Linked DNA regions of Rattus norvegicus: region 1 is linked to region 2. A link is a contact called in public Hi-C data. All regions are on one chromosome and are shown on one strand. The core of a region is the stretch at or near the end of the contact, and the rest is flanking DNA. Distances in the headings are between cores, read along the strand shown. Region 1 has its middle 51 kb from the start of Thumpd3. Region 2 overlaps Srgap3 (SLIT-ROBO Rho GTPase activating protein 3).

Region 1 (3,366 bases), core at 251-2,750, 190 kb after region 2:
ACCAAAAAAAAGTGGGATGGGAGAAGGTGACCCCTGAAGGTTGTAGGGCTAAATATAATTTAAGAGTCCTTGTATTTGTCACTCAGGAGACCTTGGGGGAGCAAAAAAAAAAAAAAAAAGCATGAATGACATCTACATCTTTGTCCCCCAGGTTAAGAGCAGTAAGAAACTGCTCAGTGCTTGAGAGCACTTACTGCTTTTCCAGAGGATCAAAGTTTGCTTAACAACACCCTCACCAGGCTCCCAGCATGCAAACCTCCAGCTCCAAGGGGATCCAACAGCCTCTCTGCCTTCTTCAAGCACCCCCAACACAGGTGGCATATATTAACACAGACTCATGCATATAGTTCAAACAACAGAAATAAATCTAGCCAGGTGTGGTAGCACATGCAAGGAAAAAGAAGAAGAAAATGGATTTCGGGGTTGGGGATTTAGCTCAGTGGTAAGGGCTTGCCTAGCAAGCGCAAGGCCCTGGGTTCGGTCCTCATCTCCGGAAAAAAAAAAAAAAAAAAAAAAAGAATGAAAATGGATTTCTGTGAGTTCAAGGTCAGCCTGATCCGAATAGAGTTTCGGCTCCTCCAGTGCTATGATGAGGATCCTGCTAATAGACAGACGGACAGACAGGCAGACAGACAGATGTTATTTAGAGGAGTAAGAGCCATCATCCTACAGATGGGTGGTTCTGGACCCTGCAGGAATACCCTGAGTACGGATGATGCCCACACTGTTGAGGGGTTCGTGCTTACTGTTTTTGCCAGTTTCAAAAGGAGGCAGTAGAATGCAGAAGTAAATGGCTTAATCTTACACCTTAATCAGACAGGCCTGACAGTGAGGCACACTCCTGTCACTAGGCAGTGACCCTGGAGATATGGCTTTGTCATGTCTGAGCCTCCTCCATGTGATGGAAACACGATTAATACCTACTTCCCTGGGTTGGGCTGCAGGTCCATTAAGAGCACGAGAGCCTAGGTTAACACACCACATCACACAGCTCCACTGAAATATGTGGCAGGTCTCATAAAAGGATGCTGTGGCAAGAATACACAGGCGAGGGCCAGTATGCGCAGCCCAGCATCCTCCCAGAAGTTTCTCTGTCCAGGTAGGGTGCTAGTGAACCACAACGCTCACATTCTCATATCTATGCCTCCAACCGCAGTGAGTGCTTCGCCTAGGACAGCTCCCATGGGATATTTTATTGTCCCAACTTTACGGATGGAACAATGAGACACAAGTTTATTCACAGCCCGTTATCCTGCTGTGAGAAGGGGAAGGGTTGTGACAAAGACGGTTTGGTTCTAGGGTCCCTGCCCCTAGCTGCACATACACTGCCCCAAATGACTCTGGAAGTGGAAGAAAGGACAAGAGTCTGCCTACATCCTTTCCTGTTCCCAAATACCTTCTCCACCCTTAATAGCAGAAACTGGCAAACGCCTAGCAGGGAAACACTAGCTCTGCCCACCGGGTTCCAGTATGAGGCAAAGCCTTCAAAGCAAGAACAAGAAGAGTCTGCAGAGAGCTGGGTAAGAGACGCAACGCAGTGGGAAACGAATGAGGTTCAGAACCGAATAAACCAGGACTCCACCTACTACCACCTGATGACGGGGGGCCCCTAGGCTCAGAGACATACTTTCTCAAAATGCTATTTCTCCCTGTCTGAAACAAGGCTTAGACACAATATCCCAGCTAGCTCTACAATGCTAGGCTGTCCTGGTCGGGAGAGGCCACTGCATGCTGGGAAGTAGGAGGGAGTTGGAAAGAAGCTATCCCGGTGAAAGAGCGCCACCTGGTGAGGCGTTCTGAGAACATTCCTAGAGGCTGCTCTGACCAGATCATTGCAACCCAAGGAAGACAATTCCATTCTCTGAATTTCAGATTTTAAAACAGTAAAAGGACATCGGAAACTGGCCGTGATAATAATACCTGCAATTGTCAACCCCCTTCCCCCAACACAACCTCTTACCACGCTATTTCAAAATGGTAACGTGTTGTGAAGAGTGCAGAAAATGAATCTTAGACATGGTGATCATGTGTTCTGGACATGCTGATAAGTCACAACGCTGTCTCTATTTTTTTCCTTAACTTTTGTTTACTTATGGTTTGGGTGGATTTTGTTGTTGTTATTGTTGTTGTTGTTGTTGTTGTTGTTATTGTTTTGAGACAGGGGCCCACTATTATACCTCTGGCTGGCTATGAGGGTCAAGCTGTCCTCAAACTCCCAAGAGGTCCTCCTGCCTCAGTCTCCTGAGTGCTGGGAATAAAGTCATGCACAATTATGCCTAGCTGTTTGTTTGTTTGTTCATTTGTTCATACATTTTAGTTTTTCAAGACAGGGTTTCCAGCTGTCCTGGAATTCACTCTGGCTGTCCTCGAACGCATAGAGATCCTCCTCCCTCTGCCTCCTTAGTGCTGGGATTGTAGACATGAGTTATCGCCACCCCACTACTACTCTATAACTGTAAGCACACAACTTGAGACTTTCCTATGAGAGAGGGTGTGCAGGCAGGGTGGTGCTAACTCTAGGCGTGATGCTGTACAGATCTTGTCATACACTCATCCTGAATGACTTAAATGATATGTATCATTTACCGAATGCTGTCTGATGACTGATGACATGATTAACCTTGTTGGGAATGATTTATTCTTATGATTTCATTTAGCCCCTCCCCCAAGTAACCATGTGAGTAGAGAAGGAACCAGAAGACTGCATCACTCACTGTGTCAGCACCTAAGACTGACAACCTGAAAAGTGTGGACTAACATGGATAATGGGAATTACACTTGATAAACATGGACTTCTTAAATCCATTTGACCACCGCAGGGGAGAGAAGTCAGGAAACTGTCAACGTGCTGCAGTTTGGATTTTAAATGTCCTTCAAAGAGCCATGTGTTTAAGGCTGGGATTCTGGGCCATGGTGTTGCTAGGTGTTGCTGAGAGGAGGCAGAACTTCAAGATATGGAGCCCTAGGGAGAAGCTTTAGGGGAGGCAAGACCCGATGTGAATGATGGGTCTCTGGTCTCTTCGATTATCTGCACCTGAGGTGAAGGGTTCTCTTCCACACTGTGCACTGCCACTGTGATGTACCTCACCCCGGGTTCAGAAGCAAGGGGAGCAACCACGCACAGACTGAGACTTCAAAACTGTGAGCTAAAATAAACCTGCTCTTTGACAGATGTACTGTCTTAGGTACCAGGTTCCGGATTGGCTGAGCTTTGTGCCAATGTTTAGAGGTGCACCCTGGTCAGGGTTGGGGGTCTCCGTGCTTAGTAAACGATCCACTTGGCGGGAAACAGAGATCTGACTAAGCACTTGTAAGATGGACACACTGTATGGACGCACCTAGAAGCCAGAAGAGCTGACTTGCTCC
Region 2 (3,009 bases), core at 272-2,771:
CCCTAGAAGGATCTAAAGTTAAAAATTGGAAAGGGATGAACTGTCTATAGTGGAACTCTGAGAGGATAGGGGGTGACATCCAAGGCCAAGAGAGAAGTGAGGGATTCAGGACCTGGGTAGTGACTGAACTTGGGAGGCCAACTGAGGGTTTAGGATGGGAGCTGAGGAGAAAGAATCCAGCATGAAGCCTGTTCTCTGGATGGGCACCCAGGGAAGTAAAATAGCTTTGGAGAATGAAGGAAGTGTTAGAGTTTTGGCTGGGAAGGGAGACAATGCTCTCCCCCAGAGTCTGACGAGGCTGCAACCAGAGGCACACCTCTCCCCACTCCCATGACAGGAACGGGGAAGGGACAGGCATGGATACCTATCTGCCTTCGAAGCAGCATTCCCACCCTGAAGTCCCACCTAGCCTGGGAAACCGGGAGCTCTGCCTTCCCATCTCCCCCCTGTCCTTCTGACACACACTTGGTCCCCGGTTAAGTGCTATCTGGGGAGGTGCATCCTGGCTAGGGGAGAACCATCACCTGACACAGCCTGGGGGTGGGGGGGTACAGTCTCACCCCACTTCCAGCTCTCACTCTTTGCTTCATGCTTGTGATTGAAGACGTGATCTGCCAGCTCTCTGCTATGGTTGTCTGCTGCCATGACTCCTCAGCCACCATTCACTCCCCTCTGGAACCCTAATGCCATCAAAATAAACTCTTTCTCCCATAAGTCACCAAAAGCAACAAACACACCAGGTGAGCTGTCCACGGCCAGGATTTAAGCTGGAGCTAGTCATTCTGTAGAAGGGTTCCAGGCCCTCACCAACACTTCAGTGTGCCACCAATAAGAGTCACCAAGGTGAAACAGAAAGATGCCTGGCCCAGGGAGGGGTGCTGTCCTATGCCTACCTTCTATGTAAAGGTCGCCTATGCTTGTGGCTTAGCTGTTCAAACCATGTCACTGAACACCAGAAAAGAGCTCTCTGGATATTACCCAATGGCTCAACCGTGCAATGCCTTTATGATGGGCACTCTATAGGGCCAGGCTCCAAGTTGGCCTTGAGCATGTGTGTTGTCCACATAGTAGACAGTGTGCTGAGGGAAGACACAGTCACTGGAGGAGTCCCAGGTGTGTGTGGAATTAGATGGCCAGAAGGTGCTAGAATGAAGGGGCACGCTGTGCTATAGGTGCTCAGAACAAGGGTCTGGAAACATGACTTTGAGGTTCACTGAAGTGTCTACGAGGAGAGAGGAAAGGTATGAAGAGTTAGAGGCAGCTAAGGGAAAGCACTAGAAGAGCGGCTTCCTGAGGGGCAAGGAGTTTGGTGCATGCATTTAAGGGACTAAGGAAAGACAAGTATAGGAAGCCAGATCATAGGGGTGGGAGTTGGGGGCAGAGGCTGGAGGGCCCGTGGGGCTGCTGGGTCCTGGGGTGCCTGCTGCCTCCTCCCATACACCATCTGCATTATGTTGGGACTGCAGAAAACAATCCCCAGAGCACAGATGACAGATGAGGGTGGAGACTCGGGAACCTGTGCTTCCTCTCTACTTTTCCTGAGGTCCCCGTTCTTTTTTCAAAATGGCCCCCAGGGATGATATCTAACTTACTCTGCTACCTTTCCCTGCTGCAGTTCCCCTTTCGGTAGACATTAAAACGAAGGGAGCCAGCCAGTCTTCCCTCATCTCAGGCACACTAACTCTTTGCTTTCCTCGTCTTGCACCGCAGCCTCTCCCCGGCAGGCAGGCAGAAGCCGCTGAACTAGGACATAAGGGTAGAACTTCCGCAGATGTATATATTTTCTTCTTTATGGCTAGAAACTAGCAATGAACATTCCTGGCGAGTCACGGCTTGCTCGCTTTCTTTGGCTAAGAAAGGTGGGAATGAGGTTCCAAGAGATTGAAGCTGGAGAGGCCAAGCCTTGCCAAGCTGGTGAGTTAGGAAAATGAAATTAGCAGCAAGCTAGCTCTGCCAGCTTCCCGGCTGGGGGCTGGAAAATTCCGCTTAGCAAACAAAACCCAGATCCAAGCCTGCAGAACCCAGGAGGCACGTGGATCTAAACCCACTGTCCTGGGATCTAGGAATCCGGAGAGCATAGACCCCTGCACCTGACATCCTCTTCAGGCATCAGATCCCCATCTTTGGTCAAGTCCTGAAATGAAAACCTCTGCCCCATTAAGAAATACCTGGGCAACCTCACCATCTCTTCCCGTACAAACCTCTGCGCCTTGGTTTATCTGACAGGAAAATGGGCATGATGCGTGGTGTATACAGAACCAAGTGAAAGAATTGCCTACCCAAGGCTCGTCTGGCCAGTTATTTCACCCTTCAACTGTGAGTCCTGAGAACCCCACTGAGGCCGGCCTGCAAGTCCCTTCTCTGTCCTTTGGAGAGAATGACTCATGTGCTGACTTTTCATGTCCCACTGGAATTCTTAGAAAGATGTACGAACTGAAGGCTAATGGATGGATTTGCAAAGTATATGGTCCTATATAATCCTTAAAGTCCACTATTATTCCCCCTACCTAAGTGGATGGAGATAGAACTGACCTCCTAGATATCGCTCTTTAAATCTACCACCATTCTTAATACAAAAACCAGAGTGCTGTTGGTGCCTAGGTGAAATATACGTGTGTACACAGGCACAAGTAACACAGAGACTGGACGATACTTCGTAATTCACTGATCAGGATCTCTGAGGATCCCAGGAAAGGTGTGTGGGAGTCGTGAGAACCACATGGAGAACCAAGAAGAGGAGAAGGAGCTGTAGCCGTCACAAGGAGCCTCAGAGCCCCACCACAGAAGGGAAAAGAATGTGGTGATGGAAAGTGGAGGATACAGAAGGTGGAAGGCAGAGGATGATGGGAGAGGGAAAGTGGGTGATAGAGAGGAAGATAATGGGGGTGGAGGATGGACGGCGGAAGGCAGAAACCAGACATGATGGGAAGTCGCTGTGATGGAAAACAGATGGCAGGGGATACAGGCGCTGAGCTGATGGACGGGCAAAGAGAGAAGGCAGATGGTGTA

The links. Hi-C and Micro-C count contacts between places; a contact is called where the count stands out from the background.
Region 1: a Hi-C map of frontal cortex shows a contact between it and region 2, with 2.8 times the contacts expected there. The contact joins two enhancer-like sites. A contact is called at or near these places in 2 of 12 Hi-C or Micro-C datasets (the A7r5 cell line and frontal cortex).

What each region holds. Positions count from the first base shown.
Region 1 is chr4:147,688,606-147,691,971 of GRCr8, forward strand. No RefSeq gene overlaps it. Among named protein-coding and RNA genes, the nearest start is that of Thumpd3, 51 kb to the right of the region's middle. Within about 2 kb of position 1,501, at least 16 of the 93 cell types and tissues checked have an H3K27ac peak or open chromatin away from gene starts, as enhancers often do.
Region 2 is chr4:147,501,865-147,504,873 of GRCr8, forward strand. All of the region lies in intron 2 of Srgap3 (SLIT-ROBO Rho GTPase activating protein 3), which reads right to left. Among named protein-coding and RNA genes, the nearest start is that of Srgap3, 120 kb to the right of the region's middle. Within about 2 kb of position 1,522, at least 13 of the 93 cell types and tissues checked have an H3K27ac peak or open chromatin away from gene starts, as enhancers often do.